4 separate regions of the Mus musculus genome follow, and all the other regions are linked to region 2. Evidence: chromatin contacts called from public Hi-C and targeted proximity ligation data. All regions are on one chromosome and are shown on one strand. The core of a region is the stretch at or near the end of the contact, and the rest is flanking DNA. Distances in the headings are between cores, read along the strand shown. Region 1 holds the start of Mpeg1 (macrophage expressed gene 1). Region 2 holds the start of Tle4 (transducin-like enhancer of split 4). Region 3 holds the start of Fam111a (family with sequence similarity 111, member A). Region 4 holds the start of Vps13a (vacuolar protein sorting 13A).

Evidence for each region. Hi-C and Micro-C count contacts between places; a contact is called where the count stands out from the background.
Region 1: a targeted proximity ligation map of bone marrow-derived dendritic cells shows a contact between it and region 2, with 7 times the contacts expected there. A contact is called at or near these places in 1 of 39 promoter capture datasets (pre-B cells), 1 of 484 Hi-C or Micro-C datasets (B cells) and 1 of 130 datasets of targeted methods (bone marrow-derived dendritic cells).
Region 3: a Hi-C map of B cells shows a contact between it and region 2, with 7 read pairs. A contact is called at or near these places in 1 of 484 Hi-C or Micro-C datasets (B cells), 1 of 130 datasets of targeted methods (pro-B cells) and 2 of 9 other capture datasets (adipose tissue and liver).
Region 4: a contact with region 2 is called in a Hi-C map of muscle stem cells, with 3 times the contacts expected there. A contact is called at or near these places in 2 of 39 promoter capture datasets (liver and pre-B cells), 2 of 484 Hi-C or Micro-C datasets (muscle stem cells and uterus) and 2 of 9 other capture datasets (adipose tissue and liver).

Annotation. Positions count from the first base shown.
Region 1 is chr19:12,459,417-12,462,116 of GRCm38.p6, reverse strand. Mpeg1 (macrophage expressed gene 1) reads right to left here and starts at 1,347. Exons shown (of 2, transcript NM_001374668.1): 1 at 1,256-1,347; 2 at 1-966. The coding sequence starts at 916.
Region 2 is chr19:14,596,817-14,599,516 of GRCm38.p6, reverse strand. Tle4 (transducin-like enhancer of split 4) reads left to right here and starts at 1,334. Exons shown (of 20, transcript NM_011600.3): 1 at 1,334-2,149; 2 at 2,663-2,700. The coding sequence starts at 2,105.
Region 3 is chr19:12,572,257-12,574,956 of GRCm38.p6, reverse strand. Fam111a (family with sequence similarity 111, member A) reads right to left here and starts at 1,432. Exons shown (of 4, transcript NM_026640.2): 1 at 1,377-1,432.
Region 4 is chr19:16,779,653-16,782,352 of GRCm38.p6, reverse strand. Vps13a (vacuolar protein sorting 13A) reads left to right here and starts at 1,420. Exons shown (of 72, transcript NM_173028.4): 1 at 1,420-1,683. The coding sequence starts at 1,584.

The DNA.
Region 1 (2,700 bases), core at 98-2,597, 2.1 Mb after region 2:
CACGGTCTATTGCCACTAGGTGGTTAGTGATGCCCTTCTGCCAGGTTTCTAAGGTGATGCCTGGATAGAAGGGAACCCCTCCAAAACTCTGCACCCTGGAGTTGGTCCTGTTCGACAGGTAGTCCTTCGTCAAACTGGTCTGAGAAATGTAGTCTGTTTCAACTTTGAAGTTCACAATGTTTAAGAAGGCAATCCCTGCAGAAGCGGTCACGGTGTTCTGGCTATTCTGGTTGTCCAGAAGGAAGGAGGACCTTACGTGATCCTCCTGAACCAGTGCAGCCCCAGCATCCACACTAGTGATTACGTGTGTGCCATAGTTGAGGATCAAGAGCTCTGCCAGGTAGGTGGCCATCTTCGTCTGGTTTTTCTCTAGTTGGTCACAGATGTCCATAAGTGCCTTCGTAAACCCCAAGCTGAGCTCTGAAGTTGGGGTGGTTTTCACTGTGTAGATCCGGTTTCTTACCTGAACCCTGGTAGTCACAGCTTGGTCCTTTACTTGAAGGGTCTTCATCCTTTGGAACTCAGTAGAGAACTTGCCGTTGACTCTGGAGAAAAGGGCGAGTTCTGTGTTGATAGAAAGTGAGGTGGTACTCTGGTAATTCATCCAGGACTCCAGGACTTCTGAGTTCATCTCCAGGTTGCTCTCTTTCTGAGGAATAGTATACACTTCATCGGGGATGATGTACTGCCCATCTTCTGTGGTCTTACAGTTGGTGTATGTCAAGTCCATCACCCGTCCCATGTCTACATTTCTCAGATTATCCCAGCCTCCTCCTGGTAGGACCTCCAAGACAGGTAGTTTCAGGGCATTCTTGCATATTTGAAATCCAGTGGTACCCGTTTCTCCAAGAGGCTTGTCTGCTTCAGCACACGCTATTATCATCCAGATGAGGACCAAGGCCATGAAGCTGTTCATGGCGCAGATGGTTTTGGCCATATACCAGCCCTAAGCATTCACCAACAAGACTGGGGCAAACAGAAGGATGGAAAAGAAAGCGGTTGTTGAAACAGAAAATTCTACAGTTCTCCTAAAACCATCAGTTCCTCTTTATGCTGCTCCAATTGCAAAACAGAGAAGTGAAAGCTGGTTGGAATATTAGAGACCATTAGTACCTTGTAAAAATTATTCTACTCTGGATATGCAAAGATACACTCTTCAATCCCCCCCCCCCCACACACACCCTATGTCCCTCACCCTGCCTTTCTTCTACACAGGGGTTTGGCACCCAGTAAAAGTGTGGATTCAACAACTTACCTCTGTCAGAAGGCTCTGTCTGGCTTTTGTTTCACTCTCTTTGACTTCAAAACCTGCCTTTCTCTTCTTTTGTGAAATCACAGTATTAGTTTCTTTTTACTGGAAACGCAGGAGTTAGTAGCAACCTTGTGCTTATTTACATACCCCGCCTCCAGGCTACTCTGTGTCAAGGACAAATCTTAGATGTCTCATTGGTACACTGAAGTTGGGGCCTGCCCCCTGAGAACAAAAGTGTAAAATAATAAATAAATAAATAAATAGATAACCTCAGATGCATGCTTTGTGAGGTCTCATTGTTACAAACTCAAACAGTCCTATTTTGGAGATAGACTTATCTAGGGCTGAACTGCTCAGGAAAGCATTCCGTTTGCTGGGAACCCTCACCCTGAATTGTTCTGGGCATCCTGGGTGAGGGTGAGGGCTTCCACGCTGTTCTGTTTTTCTCCGTTCAGAGAGAAATATTCAAGAGAAGACAAAAGCCACACTACAAATTTGCAAAGTTTGGTTTACTCAAAGCATACAAACGGCCCAGGAGCATCCGTGCTTGTGTCCACACATTTGTCTGATCGTCTCCATGTGTGCAATTTTTAAACTAAGCAGCAACTGACCACACGTTTAACTTTTTCATCCAAAAACTTTTTTGTCAGCAAAGACAGCAAAAAAGGAAACATGCTCTTTATTACATGGGTTAAAAGTACTAAAATTCATTTCTTCTATTGTCAGGAAAACATAATGAGCACTCTTTTCTCAACACCCACCTCTTCTTTTTGTCTAGCAGTGATACTAGCTCCTTTAGATTTGTGATTCAGAGAGGAGTAGTCTGTGCTAGCGATCAAGTATCAGAATTAAGGGAGGCTTAGGTGAATTACACAGTTGTAACACCTGGAGTGTCTTGGTTCATTTAGCAGCAGCCAGGAACTCTATAGCAGATAATAAATCTTCACACAGCACCCTCATAGCACCCCAGATCATTTTAGGAGCAAGATGCAGGGCTAAGACTTTAAAAGCAGAAACATGTTTCAGCCGTGGGTGAAGACTACCACCTGTGTATAGGCTGTGAAGATCTTAACGAACTAAATTATCTCAGGTTGTCATTGAGGAAGCAACAAAGCATTTTTGAAGGACTTGAGCTTCCCTAGCCATGATCCAGGCTCCAGTGGTGTTCTGTAAATCCATAAAAGCCTTAGCATGGTTCTATTCATGCCAAGGTGTTTGGGGAAACTGACTCACACCAGCCTCCAATGAGGAATGAGTTTGTGAACGATGTCCAAGCTATACCAAGTTGGAGAACCCAGCCGAGTCACTGCAGAGGGTGCTCTAGTTCATATATAAGCAGGGTTATGTATTTATACCTCAGGAGACAGCACCTAGAGTTTAAAAGCTGAGACTTGAACGCCCTTGAGTGCTTGCAATAACTCAGTAAGTGCACTCTTCTATTTTAACTG
Region 2 (2,700 bases), core at 85-2,584:
CCTCCATCCTCTTATTTTGGAAATTAAATTTACAGAACGGAGGCATTGTATGAGCCTCAGTTCTGGATTTTTAGCAAGACTACTGCAGTCTTTCTTTGCCTCGGTGTCCTCAGTGGCCAGTACTAGTGAGGCCCACAGAACGCCTTGAATTGGGCATTAAGCTACCGGTTCCTCTGTCGTGGAAAGCGCTATCATTAGGAAAAACGTTTTTCCCACATTTGTTGAACCAACAGCACCGTATTAGCCTGCACTTCGAGTTAAGGTGGGACTCAGAAATGAATGTCCCAAACACAGCAGCCTTGGCTACAATCCTGCTTGACTTTTTCCGAATTCTTTTGATTGCCCAGGGGTCAGAGGTTCCTTAGCTCAGCCTTAAGGCTCCCAACACCCGCCAAGTCTCAAAACTGCCTCGGGCGGGCTGCCACTCCCGGGTTCTGACCCTCTTCCGTAGGCCATCACAAGCCCAAGGCCCGACGGTCCACACTCGGACCCTCTTTCAACCCCGGAGTAAGTTGACTGGTGCCTCTAAAGAAAGGGAATGTCAAGAGTCTGCCGGCCGGGAAGCTCTGGGACCGGCCCAGTGCACGCCTCCCGGCTGCGGCTCTAAACCGGGCCGACGGCGTCCGCGCTCACGCGGAAAATTATGCCGGCTCCAGCAGCGCGTAAAATGGATGTGAACCGCACGGAGTGGGATCAGCGCGATCCTCCCTCTCTTGTCTCAACAGGGGTTTCGGCGCGTTGCACAAGGCCGAGCTTGTCTCTTTACGGAGACATCGGGCCCTAATTAGTGCGCACCCCCGCGCGGTCGCCAGGCCTGGGCTCCGCGTCGAACGGGAGATGAGCCTCGGAGGGCGTCTTCGGACCGGCCTGCAGTCTCACCGCCATCGCCGCCGAAACCTGCTTCTAAAGATGCAGCCAGTGCAGCAGCGACAGCAGCCGCCGCGGCTCGCCACCCCACGTTACTTTGATTGACAGCTGAACAAATGTTTCCGCGGTTCGAACGCTCGCACTAGGGAACAGCGGCCAGGGCGAGGCTCCGCCCCGGGCGGGCCGCTGCGCCCCGCCTCCGCCAGCACCAATTCTTTGCAGTTATTGGTCGGAGCTCCACGCCACGCCCTGTCCCCACGTGGGCCTAGCCTGCCCGGCCCCGCCCTCCTGGCTTGCCATTTGTCAGCGGTGAAATGATGGGCAGTAACACAGAACCGCGATTAATGTTCAGCCATCTCCGATTGGTTGATGCGGCGCCCTCGCGCCGCGGGAGGGCGGGGCTCCTGGAGAGCGCCGCGGAGAGCGCGCGGGGCTAGCCGGAGACTGTAGTCAATCTGGAGGCATCCTTGGCCACAGTAGCCGCGCGAGGACTACATCTCCCGGGATGCTCCTTGGGCCCTCCGCGGATGGTCGTGAATATGTATCAGAATGTTAATGATTAGCTGCTGCTAAATTTGGTCAAAGAAGTCACCTACACAGAGCGCGTTGTTAGAGCTGTTCCGAGCGGGCGTTCGGCTGTTGGCTGCCTTCTTCCCCCTCTTACACACTCGTGTATTATTTTGAGGTGGTGTTCGCAGAGTTTGAAAGAGAATTTTAAAAAGCCGCAAGCGTTTCGCTCTTTTATTTTTATAATCCCCTTCAATTTGGGGCTAAAAAAACAGGAAGGAAGAAAAGGAAATGAAATGTGGTAAAAGAAGCTAAAAGGTGCCTTTTAAAAGATCGTTGCTGTGAAGTGAAAAAAAATCTCCAGAGAACCCCCAAGCGCCGCGAGACCTCTTCCGAACCAAAGGAGTTTGCGCTCGCTCTCAGGGAAGAAGCGACCATTCATTCCGAGGAATAGCAGCCAATTAAAAGACAAATAAAAAAAGTTTGGAGTGGGGCGCGAGCAGGCGGGCGGCGCTCGGCGGGCGCGGGGCTCGGCGGGCGCAGGACGGACGGTGCCCGCCGCCCTCAGTGACGCCCGCGGGGAATGCGGAGCCGGCCGCCCGCGCCCAGCCGCCGCGCCTGCCTGCCGCCCGCGTCACGCGAGACCCGCAGGCCCGGGACGCCGCCGCGGGGCCCTCGAAGCGGATGAGCCGCGCGCCTCTGCCTGGCGCAGCCAACTAAAGCGGCGTGGATGATTCGCGACCTGAGCAAGATGTACCCGCAGACGCGCCACCCGGTGAGTGGCGCCGCGCCCGCAGCCCTGTCCGCGGCCGGCCGCTCCGAGGGTGCGGGAGGCGACCGACTTGTAGCCATTTTCTTATTGTTGTCTCTGAAGCCCCGGGAAGCAGCGCGCCGCCGCTCTCCGCCCGCGCGGCTCTCCCGAGGGGGGCGAGCCGGGCGGCGCGAGTCTGCGGGGTGGAGGGCGCCGGCGGCCACAGGCCGGACTCGCTCTGCTAGCTGACGGCCGCTCGACGCCATGGCGCGGCTGCCTCCGACGGGCCACTTTCGATTCCGGGTAGGGAGGGATGGGAGAGCCGGGCCGGGGGCTCGGGGGTTTGGGGGGTGACGGGGGGAGGCGGAAGCCAGGCTGAGAAGCTGAGCCGAGGGAGGCCGCCCGGAGGCACCGGGACCCCAGCAGGCGAGCGAGAGGCGGGAGCGGCGCGACCAACCCCCCCACGTCTCGGACCGCGGGCTGTCCACCCCCCACCTGCGATGTGGGCTAATTAAATATTTTATTGTTGTTCTTTAGGCACCGCATCAGCCTGCTCAACCCTTCAAATTTACAAT
Region 3 (2,700 bases), core at 183-2,682, 2.0 Mb after region 2:
CCTGAGTTAAATGAGACTTTGTCTCAAAAAAAAATGGTGGAAATATCCTCTAATACAGAATTATTTGCTATATGATAGGTATTTGGAAGTTCATTGTATGATCCCCTCCTTCGTTTGTTTGTTTGTTTGTTTGTTTGTTTGTTTGTTTTTCGAGACAGGGTTTCTCTGTATAGCTCTGGGGATCCTGAAACTCACTTTGTAGACCAGGCTGGCCTCAAACTCAAAAATCTGCCTGCCTCTGCCTCCCCAGTGCTGGGATGAAAGGTGTGCGCCACCATGCCCGGCATATGATCCCCTCCTGCCTCCACTCCTCCTTGCTTTTTCAGTTAGAATGATGTGAATACAAATTCCTCCGAGTATACCACATTATAATTTGAGAAGACAAAGTACTTACATGTACTATCTTTCTTTAGTAGAGCAATAAACCAATATGGCCTGTACCAAGTCCCATCCTCGGTCTCCCTAACAGTTTCCTGGAATTGCTTTCTCCATCTTCTTCCCCTTTCTCTTGCCCCCTTTTTCTTTCCCCTGGCCTTTCTCACTCTCCCTATTTCTGAATAACGCCCTGCCCCACCAAGCCCCTTTAAGCCTCTTTCTGGCTTCTGAGCCACATCCGTCCCTCCCTATTGCCTAATAACTTCCTCTCCAGCCCCTTGTCTCCCTCCCCCACCTTCACTTCCCCCTCTCTTAAAGGCGCTTATTTTCTGGCTAGCCATGTGCACATTCTTGCCTACTTACTTTTCTCTCAGAAAGGCTTTCCAGAGGCAAAGACCAGAGCTGATCTAAGCCTGCCTCTTCCTACACTACCACATCATCAATACCAGCACGCTGAGGCTAGAATGCTGAAAACAACCCTGGGCTCCCTGGGTCCTTCAGATGGGTTAGCCCTTCTGCCTCTGTCCCAAGGGCTTTCCAGCGCTAGAAGTTCCCCCATGCCACCAGTGTGCCTGAGATTTCACCCACTCTTCATTTCAGAGTAGCACAGTTTGTTTATGGACCTGCCACCTTCCCTGGCTCACAGCTAGGACCAGCTACACTTGAACCCAACATCTAGCATTAAGTCTGCTTTTGGGAGGAAACCGTCACAGTGCCCTTAAAGAACACTAAAGATGACTGGTATTTTCTAGTCCTCAGCAGAACATACTGGGTTATGTTGATGGAAACAGCAGACAAATCAGGTTAATGTAGTAACCACCTATTCGAATATGGATAGCTTCCACTCCACCTGCTAGGCAAGCCTGAGAAAGAAATCAGTATTTGTCACTTGTGTATTTTTATTCCAAGATGAAATAGACTTGCTAAATATATTGGTGAATATTTGCTGCACACCACATTCTGACATGAAGAAATTAATCTTAAAGTGGCTTTTTACTTACTGGATCTTTCCACTCTATGGCAGCTTCGCTCCAGCCGCTGGAATCCCGGGTCTTTTAGAAAAAACAGAACCAGACTGTCATTTGACGTCTTTGTTCAGAGGGTGGAGAGACTGCGGATTGGTCCTTTCTCTGAACAGCAACCAGCTGTGCTTCAGTCCATTGGCTGCATTCAGAGCGCGGGACTGGACCAGAGCAAGCGCAGTGTGCATCCGCCCTGGTCTCTAAGGGCCGCCTAGTCAAGGAAGCCCGCCAATCGAGTGGGTGTGGTCCTCTACTCTCCAGGGATCTCCTTTTAGAGCCTAGTCAAATGAGGTATGCTAACTGGACTCAGTGGGAAGCTGAGGAGCCAGGACTAGATCTGGGTTCCCTCCTGGTTTCAGGCAGGTCCAGGGATTTTCTTCCAAATAGCAAGAGAGACCAGGGCAGCAGGTTAGTGACATGCTTTCTGGCTGCAGGCAGGAAGAGAATGAGCTAGGAGGAGGAAGGCTGGAGGACTCAGGGCCTTTCTAGGGGGTAACATCCCCACAGCAGACCAGCTTCAGTACTTGAACAAATCAGAAAGAAGCTGCAAATCCTTGTCAAAGACTCATTTTTCAAAAATGTATTAAATTTATTATTTGTGTGTAATATGTGTATGTGTGTGTATGCCACATGTCACAACTTTCAGGAATTCAGGCTCTTTCCTACCATGTGAGTCTAGTGGATCAAACTCAGTCAGACTTGGCAGCAGATGCTGAGTCATCTCGATGACCTAATAAATTGATTTTTTTCCAGATGTGCATCATTGGGAGTAAATATTTTCTACTCATAAAGAGAGTGTCCACTCCAGAAATATGAGCTGTGATTAAAAAGGAGGAAGAGGAGGGAGGGAGCCAGGCAGGGAGTGGGAAGAGATTACTGGGAGACACAACTGTTATGGGGCAAGAAGGAGGATGCTTAGGGCATGGCTAAAGAACTAGGGCAGTGGAAAGTCCCAGGAATCTATAAGGGTGACCCCAGCAATGGGGGATACAGAGCCTGAACCAGTAATCTTCTATAACTGGACAAGATTTCCAATGAACAGTTTGGGACACTAACCCAGCCACAAAGCATTCTACCTACAAATTGTCCTGCCTACAAGATAGTCTGGGGAAAAGTGGTGCAGAAATTGTGGAGGTGGCCAGGGATGACTGGTCCATCTTGAGACCCATATCATGTGAGGAAGCCAACCCCTGACACTACTAAAGATATTCATTCATACTTGCAGACAGACGCCTAACATAATCATTAGCAGAAAGGCTTTACCCAGCAATGAATGGAAACACAGATGCAGAAACCCACAGCC
Region 4 (2,700 bases), core at 171-2,670, 2.2 Mb before region 2:
TTATATCTTCTCTGGGATCAAATTTTAGAATAGGCTCAAGAGACGACACTGCCTAATAGCATTTGCTTCAGAGGACCTGAACTCCGTTGCCAGCACCCACCCACATGGAGGCTCACAACCTCCTGTAACGCCAATAACCAGAGAGCTATTCCTGAGGGTACCAGGTACGGATGTAGAAAACACTTATACACACACACAAATGAAATTTAAAATTGTGCTAAATAAAAACTCATTAAAAAAAACCAACATGGATGAAGGTTTAGAATCTTGATAGAAAAATCCATGAAAACAGAAGGGGTCCTATTTGGGAAGAAGGAATCAGTCAATAGGACAAGAAAGAGTCATGGGTAATAAACGACCAAAATATACACATTTATCAAGATGTTATAATGAAACCCATTATTTTGTAAAATATATGCTAATATATTCTTTAAAAGCTTAAAAAAGTTTACACTATTTTTGCTCTTTTTTTTTTCTGAAATAAATTTGAGATACTTGATGACTATGCACAAAATACACTCAGTGCCAAATCAGGATGTGCCTTGCGAAGAGAAAGTTGAAAGTGTACTGCTGCCTCTGAAATCCTCAGAGGATTAATGTCGGTTCTGTAAGTTGCACCTCTGTCTTGTGACCTCAGGACTTTGGGACCAATTTTCTCTAAGTCCAAGCGTGGAGCGGAGACACTACTTATTTTAGCTTGGCCACTAAGGCTCAGAGGTGTCTTTCTTGGTTCTTGGCAGGCTCTCTGCTGTCTCCGGACTGACTCAAACGTGCTACTCTTTAACATGACTGGCGGCTTTCACATAAATGATTTGACCGGAAAAAGGTGCCAAGAGCAGTTGCACATTAAGAACTTGGAATTTATCTCCCAACTTTACTCTCCCTCGCCCCTCCTCAGCACAGATTAGTAGCTGAGGAAGTAAGGGAAGGCAACTGAAGGGCCAGTTCGCATCCTTGCCAGGAGAAGGGAGAACGTCAGGAAGTACCCAAGCACCAAGGCTGGCCGAACCTCACAACTGGTAATAATGGGGGAAAAGCGTCCTGGGAAACTGCCTCAGGAAACTTCCCGCAACCTCGCACCAAGCTGTACACTCTCCACTCTTTGGATCCCGCGATCTTAGTTTTCTCTTTCGGAAGCGGCGTTCCTGTCGGTTATCATCACGCCCCGCCTCCTAGAGAAAGTTCGCTGCGGGTAAAAAGGAGAATCATTCCGGGGCGGGGTCTCCAGCGCTCGACTGGTGTTCTGTTGCTAAGCGACGGATAGGAGGCGCGGCCGGCGGGAGAGGCCCGGCGGTCCGCTCGCGGGCAAGGGCGGGCCCGCGGCTGCGCAGCCGCCGTCCTTCACTCTCGCTCCCGGCCGCGCCTCCAGTTCCGCGTCGGTCACGCCCCCACGCGCAGCCCGAGCTGCGCACGCGTGGTGCGAGCGGCTACCTTCCTTCTGTGGGGCTCGCGGTCGGGTTGAGGGGACCCGGCAGCACCCGCACCGTAGCTGGAGCGGGCCGGGAGCCGGTAAGCCGAGCCGTCTCGAGGGAGGAGCAGCCCGGGTAGTGCCGCGGTGCCCTCCGCGGCAGAGAGGAAAAAAAATGGTATTCGAGTCGGTGGTCGTGGAAGTGTTGAACCGGTTCCTGGGAGACTATGTGGTGAACCTGGACGAGTCCCAGCTCTCCCTGGGCATTTGGAAAGGTAACGGGGTCGCCGCTCCAGGGTCGCGGGAGACGGCGGCGCGGTTTCTCGTGGCTTCGGTCCTTGGCCAGCCCGGCGCCGCCACCTGCAGCTGCCCGCCTCGCCCTTCAAGTTATGTAAAGCGGGGCGGCGGTTCCCGGGCGGGCGGGCGGGCGGCGCGAGCCGTGAGGTTGGGGGAGGCGCTGGCTGAAGCCTCGCGTCCCGGTGGGGCCGGGTGCTGGTGACCCTTGGCCTCCGCTGGGCAAGGGAGGCATCCCTGGCAGTTTGGCCCCGGGCTGTCAGGAAGGCTCCGGCGAGCCCACGGGGAGTCGCACGCCGACTTGCACGTGAAGACCAGGCGCCGTCCGCGAAGACACCCTTCGTCCCTTCCCTGCCCCACTTCACCGTGCTTTCTAGGCGAGTTCCGGTCCGGCCACTGAACTTGGACTTGGGTGTTGCTTAGCTGGGACAGGCAAATGACAGGGGGAATAAAAGGAAAGGAAAGCCCCTTTCAGAGTATCTCAGAGTTACTTAGGTTTTCAGGTCGCAGCCTGACCAGGTGGGAATGTGGGTGTTTGTAAGACCTGAGTTTTTTGTTTTTTTAAAGAACGAAAAGAAAATGCAGGAAAACAGACGGTCAAAATGTAATTTGGGCTTTCCGTTTCTCGGACCTGACGAAGACGTGATGAGCACTCCTCTCTGTTGCTTAGATGGGAAGGGCTGCATCTACCCCTTCACTGCAATGATTTACCTAATACAGTGTCTTATTTTTAGTGTTTCCATCTGTATTGCATTAGACTCTTGTTTATTTTAAGTAGCTATTAGCAAGTAGAGGCCTTTTTTGAAATGAACGTTCCAGGCCAAAGTTAGGGTTAATTATTTGTGTAAATAGTGTGTGCATTCTCTGATAATGTACTTACTTAAAACTTTCTAAAAGTTCTCGTTTATCTTGAGCCTTCTCATTTTTGAAATAATGAAAACAAGTAATTTAGTTTTATTAAACAAACAAGCCCTCAATGTAGCTAGGTACCTTCTTCC